Linked DNA regions of Xenopus laevis: region 2 is linked to region 1. A link is a contact called in public Hi-C data. All regions are on one chromosome and are shown on one strand. The core of a region is the stretch at or near the end of the contact, and the rest is flanking DNA. Distances in the headings are between cores, read along the strand shown.

The links. Hi-C and Micro-C count contacts between places; a contact is called where the count stands out from the background.
Region 2: a Hi-C map of the XTC cell line shows a contact between it and region 1, with 7 times the contacts expected there. The contact joins the promoter of LOC108718205 here to the promoter of LOC108718201 in region 1. A contact is called at or near these places in 3 of 4 Hi-C or Micro-C datasets (the XL177 cell line, the XTC cell line and animal cap).

The regions. Positions count from the first base shown.
Region 1 is chr5S:117,678,114-117,684,880 of Xenopus_laevis_v10.1, forward strand. LOC108718201 (flocculation protein FLO11) reads right to left here and starts at 3,610. Exons shown (of 1, transcript XM_018265887.2): 1 at 1,577-3,610. The coding sequence starts at 3,568. The coding sequence ends at 1,577.
Region 2 is chr5S:117,846,527-117,853,293 of Xenopus_laevis_v10.1, forward strand. It overlaps LOC108718205 (centrosomal protein of 63 kDa-B-like), which reads left to right and starts at 3,722. Exons shown (of 5, transcript XM_018265893.2): 1 at 3,722-3,849; 2 at 6,221-6,412. The coding sequence starts at 6,329.

The sequences.
Region 1 (6,767 bases), core at 2,360-4,859:
ACTTCGCCACCTAAAACCTACCAAGCACAAATGTTAGCCTATGGGGGCCTTCCCCATCATTCGATCCAGCTAAATGCAGTAAATCCTTCGACTTCAATATTCGAAGTTGAAGGATTTTACTTCGATGGTCGAATATCGAGGGTTAATTAACCCTCGATATTTGACCCTTTGTAAATGTGCCAATGAGTGTGGGGGGAAACTCATGCAGACATAGATATTTGTTGAATTATACCTAGGGAAGCTCCTTTTGCCTAGAATATGTATTAGAGCTCACTCTATTAAAATCACCAGACATCATGTCTCTCTTCATGCAGAATTTGTGCAAAAGGCAGTTATTTTGTTAGATTTTATTTGTACTGGAATCAGTTATTTGAGTGAGCTCTAATACATTTGCAAAGGGAGCCCCCCTCCATAAGATATATTGGATCTGTCAATGAATATCTGACACCCAACTGCTGAATGAAGACAGAATGAAGAGAAACAGATGCTGAGAGAGGAATAGTGAACATAAACTTGATTATTTCAAGACCTATGCAGAATATTTAATAATAATTTTCTTATTTCAGTATGCTGAAGCTTATATTAATTGTTCATTTTCGCGATAGTTCCCCTTTAACACATATACTGTCACATATTTGGCCTGTATTTTAATTTCAAGCATTAGCCTCTCCCAATATTGTTTTGTTTCCACCATTGACTTAAATGCCTCCAAAGACATAGCCATTACAATATTTTGTGAGAGTTTTAAACATCCTATAAGTAATGTAACCATAAAATACTTTCAGAGTACAGGAAGAGTAAAAGTTAAAGAGGATCACAAATCTATCATATCAAAGTGTTTTCTCATTCTTATTAGCAGCATAGCAGGGAAGAACCAGGCTGCTATATTATCTGTCCCTACCAAGACCTTGAGCATTAATGCAACAGAGAGACCATTACATATTCATAATTTATATTAACTTTTAATAAGAAAAATATTAAAAAATTTAGTGTAGAAGAAAACAACCGTTAGTAGATATTAAAAACCATCACACAAAGCAGATCTACTAAGTTTAGATTTTTGTCAAATATAACCAATAGACTTGTGGAACAAATGAATCCTGTAACAGCGAATCAGGAGAGGGAATGAATTTGATACAGTAAGCGGTTAAAGCAGAAGTTACAGTAAATTAAATGTGAATTAGTATTAAGACTAAATAGTTACATTTAAATTGCACAGAAAAGTACTTAACAACTGGGTTATTGGCCATAATCTATGAAAATGCTTGCTTTTCCTTTTGAATAAGCGTCTCTCTGAAAGTGCTGGAAAACAGGAGAAGCTAGTGAATTAAATGCAGAAAGGGGCAAAAGCCTCTAATTTGTTTAGAATTAGGGCAGTTAAATTGGTCACAAGTCAAGGGCCACACCGTCTCTTGCTTGGCAGTATGGAATATTGTCTATTGCCTGGCAATATGAGATATTGTAGGGTCCATTGGTCTTTTTACAAGGTATATGTATGTCTTATGAATTGTTACAATTTGTATCTTCTGTAAAGTGGAATTAACCAGCACTATCTGAAGCATTCTTTCATTTTCCTCTACTGTATTTCAACAATGTTGCCCTCACAACAACACAAAGTAGCTGTGTCTGTCTTAGGAGGGCCTGACATCTGTGGGTGATTTTCTCTATAAGGAGCCATATTGTTGGTAGGACTGGAAGCAGAGTTTTTCTTATGAGGGCTTGACTTCTCCAGGTCATTCTCTCCAAAAAGAGGCCTACTATCCGCAGAGCTACATGTGTAGTTTGTCTCAAGAGAACATAACTTCTCCAGGTCATTTTGTCCAGAAGGAGGCATACAATGAGCAGAACTGAGAGTAGTATTTATCTCTGGAATTTGTGACTTTTCCAGGTTATTTTCTCCAGAAGGAGACATATATTGAGCAGAGGTGGGAGTAGAGTATATCCCTGGAAGGACTGACTTCTCCAGGTCATTGTCTCCAGAAAGAGGAGTACAACCAGAAGAATGGGGAGTAGGGTTTATCTCTGGAAGGCTTAGCTTCCCCAGGCTATTCTCTCCAGATTGAGTTACAGATTCAGCAGAGGAGGGAGTAGGGGTTTTCTCTGGAAGGTCTGACTTCTTCAGAATATTCTCTCCAGACTGAGGCATATGTTCAGGAGAGGTGGAAGAAGGGTTTATCTCTGGAAGGCCTGCCTCGTTAAGGATATTCTCTCTAGATGGTTGCATGTATTCATCAGAGGTGGGGAAAGGTATAATCTCTGGAAGACCTGACTTCTTTTGGGTATTCTCTCCAGATGGAGGCAAATATTCATAAGAGATGGGAGCAGGGTTTATCTCTAGAAGACCTGACTTTTCCAGTATATTCTCTCCAGATGAAGACATATATTCAGCAGAGGTGGGAGTAGGGTTTACCTCTTGAAGGCCTGACTTCTTTACAATATTCTCTCCAGATGGAGGCATGTATTCAGCAGAGGTGGGAGTAGGGTTTACCTCTGGAAGGTCTGACTTCTGCATAGTATCAGATTGAGGCATATATTCATCAGAGATGGGATTAGGGTTTACCTCTGAAAGGCCTGACTTCTCCAGTATATTCTCTGCAGATGGAGGCATATATTCAGCAGAGGTGAGATTGGAGTTTGCCTCTGGAAGGCCTGACTTCTCCAGGTTATTGTCTCCAGATGAAGGCATATATTCAGCAGACATGGGTGTAGAGCGTATCTCTGGAAGGCCTGATGTTTTTGGGTCATTTGCTTTAGCCGGAAGCATAAAGTCGCCATGGCTTGATGTAGATATTGTCTCAGGAGGGCTTTGCTTCTCCAGTCCATTCTCTACAGAAGGAGGCATAACATCAGCAGTGCTGGGAATAGGGGTTTTCCTTAGGGTTCCAGTATAATCATGTGATGCAGCAGAAGGGAGATCCTGCTCCAGACAGGCATCTGTAGAAGGAGTGGAGTGTGTAGGACTAGACCGTGGGGAAGGGATAACCTGTTGTTTCTTAGGAGGTATATCAATTGTATCAGTAGATATGTTGATCCCATGTTCCTGTAGTAGCACCCTGCAAGCATCATCCAATGTTGTAAACTGATAGATCCAACCCTTAAATTCAAATGCAATTGCAAAGGGAAACAGCCAACGGTATTTGACAGAATTCTGTTGCAGCCAGATCACCAGGGGCCTCATAGCCTTTCTCTTTTCTAAAGTAGAAGGTGATAAATCAGCATACAGTTGTACTTTGGTGCCTTTGAATTGATTCATGTTTATTTTCCTTGCAGCCTTCAGCAGAGCTTCCCTTTGTGATATCAGGGGTAACCTAACTAAGATGTCACGGGGCATATGAGAGTTTTTAGTTTTGTGCTGTATCCTGAATAGATAATCCACCTGGACAGTCTCATTGGGCAACAGGCTTTTGAATAAGTCAGCTGCAAAACTGGATAAATCTGACACTGAATTGGGGACACCACGGAGGCGGATGTTGTGTCTCCTCTGAGTATTATCAATGTCCTCCATGCATTCCTGAGTTACAGCCAAGTTTTTAGAGGCATGTAGGATTTCCCCCTCATTGACATTCATGGCTGATTCAGTTAGTTCTATGCGCTGTTCAGTTGCTCCATTTCGACCCCATAATTCACTCACCTCAGCTCTCACTGCCTCTAGAGTCTGCTGCATATTAACAACAATGCGGTCGTGGAAATGATCCAGCATGAGCTGTAGAGTTAGGGTAGAAGTAGCCATCATGTCCTCAGGCAAAGGGTTGATGGTTATGTCCTTCTAGTTTAATCCTTGGACCGTGGGCTTTAGTTCTGCTGTGCCAAATTCCTGTAGGATTGGAGCCTCTTGGTTATATTCACCTTCTTTCAAGCAAATCTGGTCAGGAGAATCAGTGCAATGATGCTAGGCAAGCTGTTCAACTGACATGGGGCCCCTCAAACCATGCTACCATGTGACCTAACCTGTACCAATAAGAAGGGGGGGTTTATGCTTTTTAGGGGGTTCTGCATGTGCCATTGTTATATAGTGCATTCTTCATTGTACTATGTGTATTGATCTGCTAAGATTTACACACAAAAAAGGGTATATGAATGTACTTACCATGGACCAGAAGTTTAATATACATGAAGACATGTAACTGTGATGAATCCTGCTCATGCACCCTACCTACGCAACAGGGGGACCCATTTTTTGTTTTGTTTTGTTTTGTTTCAATGTAAGGGTTATATCTTTGATTCTAAGGTGTTTTAAAGGGGAATTAAACCCCCAAATAATAAAAACCCCTAACCTCCATAATCCCCTCCTCCCTGCACTCCCCCACACAGATGTTAAAACCTGTTAATGCCCCTAAGACTGTAATTACCCCTCGTTACAGAGTCAGAGCAACAGAGCGCAACGGCAACATCTTCCGCCACTTCGGTAATCTTTAGGTCTACTTCTGGCGATTCTGTAATTTCTGACGCATACGCAATTATCACGAAGTGGAAGACTGCTCCAACTGCACATGTGCTGATACGACGATTACCTAACTAAGATTATGAAGCACTGAAGATGGCGCCCGTGCACTGACTCTGCAACGAGGGATAATTACAGGCTTAGGGGCGTTTACAGGGTGTTAACTTATGTGTGGGGGGAGAGCAGAGAGGGGGGACTATGGAGGGTAGGGGTTTTTATTAGTTGGGGGTGTTGAATTCTCCTATAAGAGAGTAAGCTGCAGGCTGCACTGGCAAGGATTCTATAACCATGGCCTGTGTGCAAATTATATGCTATTGCTTGGCCCATTCTAAGGAGCTATTGGCTGTTAGGGTATTTGTGTGTGGTAAGTGTTCCTTAGCTCCCTAGAAAATATTTAATTCTAGGTTTACACTAGCATCATTCTATCCTACAGAAATGCTGTCCTGGTAAGTAAGTTTCATGCCATCAATGTATGGGGAATATAAAGAAAAAGACAGATGTATACATCACTGCACATTGTAATCATATGTGGATGGGTAGCAGTTTAGGGTTAATGTCATTTTGTTTGCTTCTCAGCTGTCACTAAAAACTGAGAGAAATCACCCAAAATGCAGCATTGTCTCTGATGAAAGAAGACATAAGTGGGTGCCTGCATTGCATGCATTCAATGGCTGAGACTGCTTGATGTCCCCTGAAAGATCCAACCTGGATGGGCTTCAGATAGCAGTACATTCATCTGCCAGTCTGACTTCTATCACCCACGTACTGTGTTGGTTTCATGGAAAGGGTTAATAACCACCATAAGGCTTAGTCCACACCAGGCGATTCGGGGAGATTTAGCACCCTGGCGACTAATCGGCTCTTCTTTGAGGCGACTAATCTCCCCGAAACGCTTCCTCTTCTCCTGCGCCGGCTGTAATGAGAGTCGCCTGCGTTATGACACACACGGCGCTTAGTTTTCCGAAGTTGCTTGAAGTTTCCTCGTGAGGCCAAGAAGAGGCGATTAGTCGCCAGGCGCTACATCTTCTCGAATCGCCTGCTGTGGACTAAGCCTTAGTATGCAGAGTTATTTAAACTCTTCTCTGATAACTGGACGTGTCTGTGTTAATTACTGAGCAAAGAGACTTTAAAGGAAAACTAACCCTAAATATGAATATGCCTAAAATCGCCATATTTTATATACTGCACTTATTGCACCAGCCTAAAGTTTCAGCTTGTCAATAGCCGCAATGATCCAGGACTTCAAACTTGTCACAGGGGGTCACCATCTTGGAAAGTGTCTGTGACACTCACATGCTCAGTGGGCTCTGAGCAGCTGTTGAGAAGCTAAGCTTAGTGTTGGTCTGTTATTAGGGTTGCCACCTTTTCTGAAAAAAAAATAAATACCATCCTTCCGATATATATTTATCTTTTTTCCCTATTAACAATGCTAGGCCAGTAAAATGCCGGCCAGGTGGCAACCCTATCTGTAATATAAGCTGATGCTGCAAGGCTGATTATTAAATTCTGATGCTAATTGCACTGGTTTGTGTGCTGCCATGTAGTAATTATCTGTATTAATTACTGATCAGCCTTATAGTGTGACATTTCTATTCTATGTGTACTGTATATTGTGAGTGGGTCCCTAAGCTCAGTAAGTGACAGCAGCACAGAGCATGTGCAGTGAATCAGTAGAAAAGAAGGTGGGGAGCTACTGGGGCATCTTTGGGGACACAGATCAAAGGGTTGTGGTTGCCTTGGGCTGGTAGAGAAGAAATGTACAACATTTCTAGCCTACTTCTTCATTTAGGCTTTACTTCTCCTTTAAGCAACACAATTGAAATAACCTTGGCCATTTGTCTTCTGAAGTATGGTTTGTACAGTGCAATATTACAGGTTTGTGTGTATCTTCAATGTGATCCACCAGTGCTCTGCCAGAACATCCCTGCAAATTATTTTAAAATGATGGCAGCTATGTAGGTTCCTGCTATGTTCATATTTCCTTCTCTAAACATATACTGCCACCTTGTGGACAGCTTCAGACTTCTTTAGATTTTTTGCCAGAAATAAACTTCTTTTTTCAATAGCTTTCAATTTTTTACTGTTTTTTCAAACTTGAAGATTACATTTTAATGTTTCTGTCCCTGGTGTTTGAGTGGGACAGCTCAGTAATACAGGTGTGGAATCTGAACTGTTACAATTTGCTGCATTAATTGGTACATTTCTCAGCAGCATCTGTGGAATAGTAGCAACTATTGTATCAATTCAGCTGCCTTTAATGAAATTCAGGGATTCTGCTCAGCAGGGACAAAGATAACAAATGCATCAACTAAATGTATCAATTTAA
Region 2 (6,767 bases), core at 2,472-4,971, 170 kb after region 1:
ATTATTAGAACAGACCTTAATTTACAGTTTAGAAGAGAAAAAGAAGAGAGTGACAAAAAAGAAACATGTAAATATATCAAGGGATTTCAATTCTGGAAAAAGGGGACGATGGCAAGAAGCAGGGGGCACGACGCGATGCTGAAGAGGGGACATAAGGAAACACTTTTATTTAGGAAGGGTAATAAAACATGGTATATCCTTCCTGCAGCTGTGCAGGGGTCTAAATCAGTTAAGGAATTTAAACCAGAAAGGGATGAATATAGACCTTTTAATGGGAAAAGTAGATGGACCATAATTCCATGATTTTATGTTGCTAAAACTCAAGTCACTTAAAGGACTAGGCAGAGTGCAGAGTAAATAAATAAATCCTATAGGAAATAATACATCCCCAACAGAAAATCTGTATGGCTCAGAAGGCGATATTTGAAAGTAATTGAAGGAAATTTTGCTGCTGGTCTGTTGTAAAGACATAATGTAGCCCAAACTGTCCAAATATATAGGGCATACAATAAAATACCCCAGTTTGTGGGTGGTCTGAACACAACCCAAAGCATCTTCAATTTTTTTCCCCAATTTAAAAATGATCTATCATCCTGCTTTAAGCATTAAGACTGAAGACTGAATTTATTTGGGAAAGAATGGGTTACATGGGCTCTTGGTGAAATTCTCCGCATTTCTTCTTTTTCTTCTGCTTATTATGTCTACATTCTTCCAAATAACTGGAATTTCAGAAGATAATCAAACTCATATTTAATACATAACACTGACATATTTGACACTGCTACAACCTAACAAAGAAAAGAAATTGGAATCATCTTTTAGAATGTTCTAATGAGCAGGGTATTTTTGCCTCCTATGTGAGTTAGTATTGTATGTAAACTGTATGTTGGTGTTGTTATACAGTACAGGTATGGGATCCGTTATCTGGAAACATGTTATCCAGAAAGTTCTTAATTGCGGAAAGGCCGTCGCCCATAGACTCGATTTTATCCAATGATCCCAATTTTTAAAAATGATTTCATTTTTCTTTGTAATAAAACAGTAGCTTGTACTTGATCCCAACTAAGATATAATTAATCCTCATTGGAAGCAAAACCAGCCTATTGGGTTTATTTAATAATTACATGATTTTCTAGTAGACTTAAGGGATGAAGATCCCCATTACAGAAAGATGTACTAGATCCCGTGCATTCTGGACAACAGGTCCCATACTTGTACCATGTAATATATTTCACAGTACTTTCTATATGTGTTAATAATGAAATAGTTTTTGCAACCTTACAGGGCATTTTTAAACAAACTCAACCTGCAGTGTAACTACCATGGAAATTCCACTGACACCAAACACACCACTACACACTATAGCGAGGATATATTGCTGGTTCCAGATCATTATCAAAGGTAGGCCATCTCCCATAATTTTAAGCAAATCATTCCAAAATGTGGTCTGATAGACAGTTAAATCTAATATACAGTATCTTTTTGGGGCTCCCTTTCCAGAGCTAACTCAAATAACTGATTCCAGCATAAAAAAAAGTCCAACAAAATAACTGACTCTGGCACAAATCCTGTATGTAGAGAGACTCTATTTCTGGAGAGACTGTATTAGACTGTCAATCAAGATCTGACTCCTAACTTCTGCATGAAGAGAGAATTTAGACAGACAGATGCTGATAGGGGAAGAATGAATTGTACATAATTTTTAACAGATTATACTTAGAAAATTTCAGCCTGAAGATAAGATAATATAAGATACCGTATATAATCATTCAATTTTCATTTTCGTGATTGTTCCCCCATGTGAATGATTTTTAGCAGACTGAAAGCATGGTGATCCAAACTCCTGAAGGATCCCTTATCAAAAAAACCCCAGTGTTCCAAGCATTCCGGATAATAGATCCCATACCTGCATATGATTTCTTTTAATCTTTTTGAATGTGTCACTCATTATTATTTGTCCACAGTATCTCCAAGAAAATAAAGAGGCAGAGGCTTCTCCAATGCTCTAAAAGTTTCATCTTGGAATAACATTTGCTTTTTAAGGACGTTCTAAACATCTCTTCTAAAACACACAAAATATCATCCAGTACCACAAAAACAAAAATGGGGCAATTTTTTTCATGAATAAATTATTATATAGAAAGCTGGAAAACTAGCATCAATCTTGACATCGATTATGGGTTATAAATAATGGATCATGTCATGTAAACACTCTTTAAGGAAAGTTTGAAACATGCTGAGTAATGTGCACAATAGAGATAATGAATTTTATATATAGGAACAAAAAACAAACATATTGAATGCTGGTGAATCATCACTGAGTTTATACTGATGAGAAAAAGTATTTCCTCAATATGGAAATACCAGTAAAACTAAACATTGCTGTCTAGATCTCACCAAATCACATGGGAATTGGCAGCCGGATCCCTCCTAAGGCATTAAATAGTCCACTCAATAGACTTACAAAGGCTTAAAGTTGATGAAATACAAATACTTTGCTGTTTTGGGGTCTTATTGTTTATTATTTCAGCAAATATTGGCTTTGCTGAGTGGACTGGGCCCCCTACAGCTCACCAGCAAACCTGGCAACAATGGCTCGTGGAATTGTCCTTGACTTGGCCTCACTAAGGGACCGATCCTCTGGAATTTTGGGTGGAAATTCTGATCCTTTGTTGAGTCATACAATGTATACCAACTGCCTGGCTCCCTACTGGATAATTGGAAAATACTTATATTATTCGTAGGGCTGAGTCTACCCCCTCTATCAAATTTATTAATGTAGCACAGGCATTCCATTATTGAAATGACATAACCCCAGATGTTTATCAACCCTTACTTTACTATCAACCCTTGTGTACCCTGAACTACAGTTTCCAATATCTTTTCCTATATTAACCAGCAACAGCTGGGGACACAAATGTACTCGCTGTCATCCTGGAAGCCATTATGCCTGAGTTAGCCAAAACAGGGATAGTTTAATAAAAGGGAAGAATAGGCAGCAAGTCATTTTAATTGTTTAGCTACGCTGCCTGTGTGTGAGATGTGCCACCAGATGGAAAACTCCAGTGGCAAGCCATTTCTTTGAATGCAAGTAGATAAAAATTGATCATGATTGGAAGTGGAGGCCAGAGTAGCATGGTGGATAAAGAGCAGTTTCTTACAGGGAATGAGTCTGTATCTATTATGGTTTAGACCAGGGGTCCCCAACCTTTTTTACCCATGAGCCACATTCAAATGTAAAAAGAGTTGGGGAGCAACGCAAGCATGAAAAAGTCCCTTGCGGTGCCAAATAAGGGCTGTGATTGGCCATTTGGTAGCCCCTATGTGAACTGGCAGCCTACAGGAGACTCTACTTGGCAGTATACTTATATTTTTAATTTTTATGCAATTAAAACTTGCTTTCAAGACTAGAATTCAAAAATAAGCACATGCTTTGAGGCTACATGTTGCTCATGGGCTACTGGTTGGGGATCATTGGTCTAGACGGTATTGATGTGTGGGTCAGGTAAAACCCGACCAACACCCGATCCTAAACCGCCCTCCCTCCACCTGCGCTTGCCTGAGCCTGACATCCAGCTTCCGTTTATAGACCAGTGCCGCCAATGTTGTCACAAAAGGGGCGGGCAATCAGGCGTGCATCTATAAAAAAGGAAGCCGAAAGTCGGAAGCCAGCAGTGCAGGGTGGGTGGGCAAAAGTGGTGCGAGGTCAGCCTGATCCCGACCCGTGGCTGGCTCACACATCACTACTAGACGGGTATACTCTATCAATCAGTAGTAAGTTAAAGTAGGGACACCCCGACATTAGAACTTGTGGTATGCCAAGTGCTTCTTTGGAAAACAAGTTCCTAGGTAAGTACTGTATATATTTACTTTTTAATTATTTGCTTGGTCAGGTAATACAAATAATGATCATAAATCCATTTCCTACTGTATGTCATTCAATTCCAGGCTGAGTAATTATTATAGTCCAAGTGCAGAAAGCTCTGTGCAGGTATGGGATCTGTTATCGGACACCCATTATCCTCCGATTTACAGGAATGTCAACTCCCATAGACTCCATTCTATCCAAATAATCCAAAATGTTAAAATCTGTTTCGTTTTTCTCTGTAATGATAAAACAGTACCTTGTACTTGACCCAAACTACGATATAATTAATCCTGATTAGAGGCAAATTTAGCTTTTTGGGTTTATTTTATGTTTAAAAGATTTTCTATTAGGCTTAATGTATGAATGATCCGTTATCTAGAAAACACCAGGTCCCAAGAATTCTGGATAACCATACCTGTACTATATTTTGGCTGTAATACTCAGGATATCACCTCCAGTTGTACATTGTTCTGGCAAAACCAAGGGCAGCTTGGATCTTTTTGCAACCAGAGGTAGCATAGACTTGGAGATATGTGAGGAAATGCCCTCTAGTTATAATTTGATCACTTTTTCCTGTGTGTTGCAGAATTTCCTCATATACTTAATAATACATTTGCAATAAATTTCCTACCACATGAACATTTTTCCCAGCATTTTAATGAATATATTTCGGTGACTTGGATGTTTTTGGCTCAAAGGGTAAAATGGTTTTTATCTTCTTAATGCTGAAGAACACCTTCTGAAGACAAAAGCAAGGGGCGACGTTGGAAAATAGCTACTGAGCAAAATCATTAATTTTCTATCCAAATCTGGAGAAAAATCATGAAAAGTTTCAGATGTCAGAAAAGGTTGATAAAAAAAAGAAAAATATCTACTTTTAATAAATCTGAAATAGTTTTTGTAGCATTATTGAGGGTGCTATGCACTTTATGTGGAAGGGAGGTGCATGAACACAAACGCACCCCTTAATGTTTACTGTAACAGCACTTGGGATCTGGCTGCCCCTCTGCACAGGACTGGAGCAGAGCACAGAGCCAACAAATACAAAGAAATCGTGTCCTTACAGGGAGGCAGAACTGTATTCATGGGGAGATAAAGCACTCTGCAATCTGGTTTGGAATTCAAAACCTGCAGCGGTGTTCTAATGTGCAAAAAAACACAAAGTGCAAAAAACATGTAGGCTTGTGCCAATTATTTGCATTTTGCACAACGCCATGCACTTCATAAATGTCCCCTAGTTTGTCGTGCATTGTCCTTTTGAGACACAGTGGTTTACGACTCCATTCTTGGAGAGTACTTTGTTAGGAAAATTAAACTGTCTTAATTGGTACAAGGGCACAGACTTCAATCCAATCAGCAATGCAATGTTTATGGCTTCCCTATGCCTTTCTCGTGCTACTAATACAGCCTGTACCAATAAATGATAAAGCCTATCACACACTGCCACCTCCTGGTCAGAACATCAATACACAGGCAGCATTATGTAGTTAATTCCAACTTTGGTATAAAAGAAACTTGACAATTACTTAAATAACAAGGTTACCCCAAAGTAAAGCATCTTCTGCAGTAAATGACAAAATTAAATGGTCTAAAAATGATAACTTTGGCTGTAACCTTTACTTCGATTCTGCAGTTAGCTTACAGGAACCAAGGTTCTTTCTCTTGTTCCAATTAAGCTGGCCATAGACGTACAGCTTTTAGCCTTTTATCTAACGAACGATCACCCTAAGGGTGAATTGATTTGTCCTCATTTATGCAGCTACAGTTTGTATGCAATTAGCTAGCAGTTAAGCAAGCACAATACAATAAAATAGGGATGCACAGAATCCCGGATATGGTTTGAGATTTGATTGAATCCAAGCTATTTTCAACAAGATTCAGAATCGGTCGAATCCAAGAGCCTGGTAAAATCAAATCCGGAACCTATCTAATTGAAAAAATGCTTGCACTTCTGCATTTCCGTGCTGTGGAAGGGTTTGGCTTTGGTTTGGTATTCAGACAAATCTGTAACCCTGAATTCGGGTATTTGGACAAACCCTAAAATGCAGGGTTCAGTGCATCTCTACAATAAAACAGCACTACATGTTTAATAAGAATAACTACTATATCATTGCCAACATGAACCATAAAATGGTTAACATGGCAACACCCAAGGTGACTGGCAAGTACTGCTGCGACTGGGCAGGATAATTTTACAGATGTTATTATTTTAATATTTAATTCCATTGCTGCATGAGCTTCAATTGCAACTTGATATAGTCAATTTTTCTCTGTTCTGTGCAGCAAGTGCAGTGACCTTCTATGGTCTATTGGAGGCGTTCAAAAATGATCTTAATATTTGTGTTCTGGCAGCTGAAAGGCCAGCTCTCACAGGCTGAGCTGACCCACAAGAGCATTCTGGATGGGATGAGGAAGCAGATCTCACAGCTCACTTAGGAGTTACATCAAAGGGATATCAGAATGGCGTCCAATTCAGGCATCGACTGGGAGAGGAAAATAGGAGCTGAACGGGAGAGAGCAGAGAGAGAGGCTGCAGAACACAGGGTGAGCTCCAAGCTGTGTTTGTAATTTGTGCATATGTTCTATCCTCTGCCTTTATCCTGTCTCATGCTAGTTCCCTTAAAGAAGAACTAAAGCTTAACTTAACAAATAGGCTAGAAATGTTGTACATTATGTTTTGGGCTTCTTTACCAGCCCAAGGCAACCACAGCCCTTTAGCAGTAAAGATCCGTGTCTCCAAAGATGCCACAGTAGCTCCCCATCTTCTTTTTTGCTGATTCACTGCACATGCTCTGTGCTGCTGTCACTTACTGAGCTTAGGGACCCACTCACAATATACAGTACACATAGAATAGAAATGTCACAATATAAGGCTGATTAGTAATTAATACAGATAATT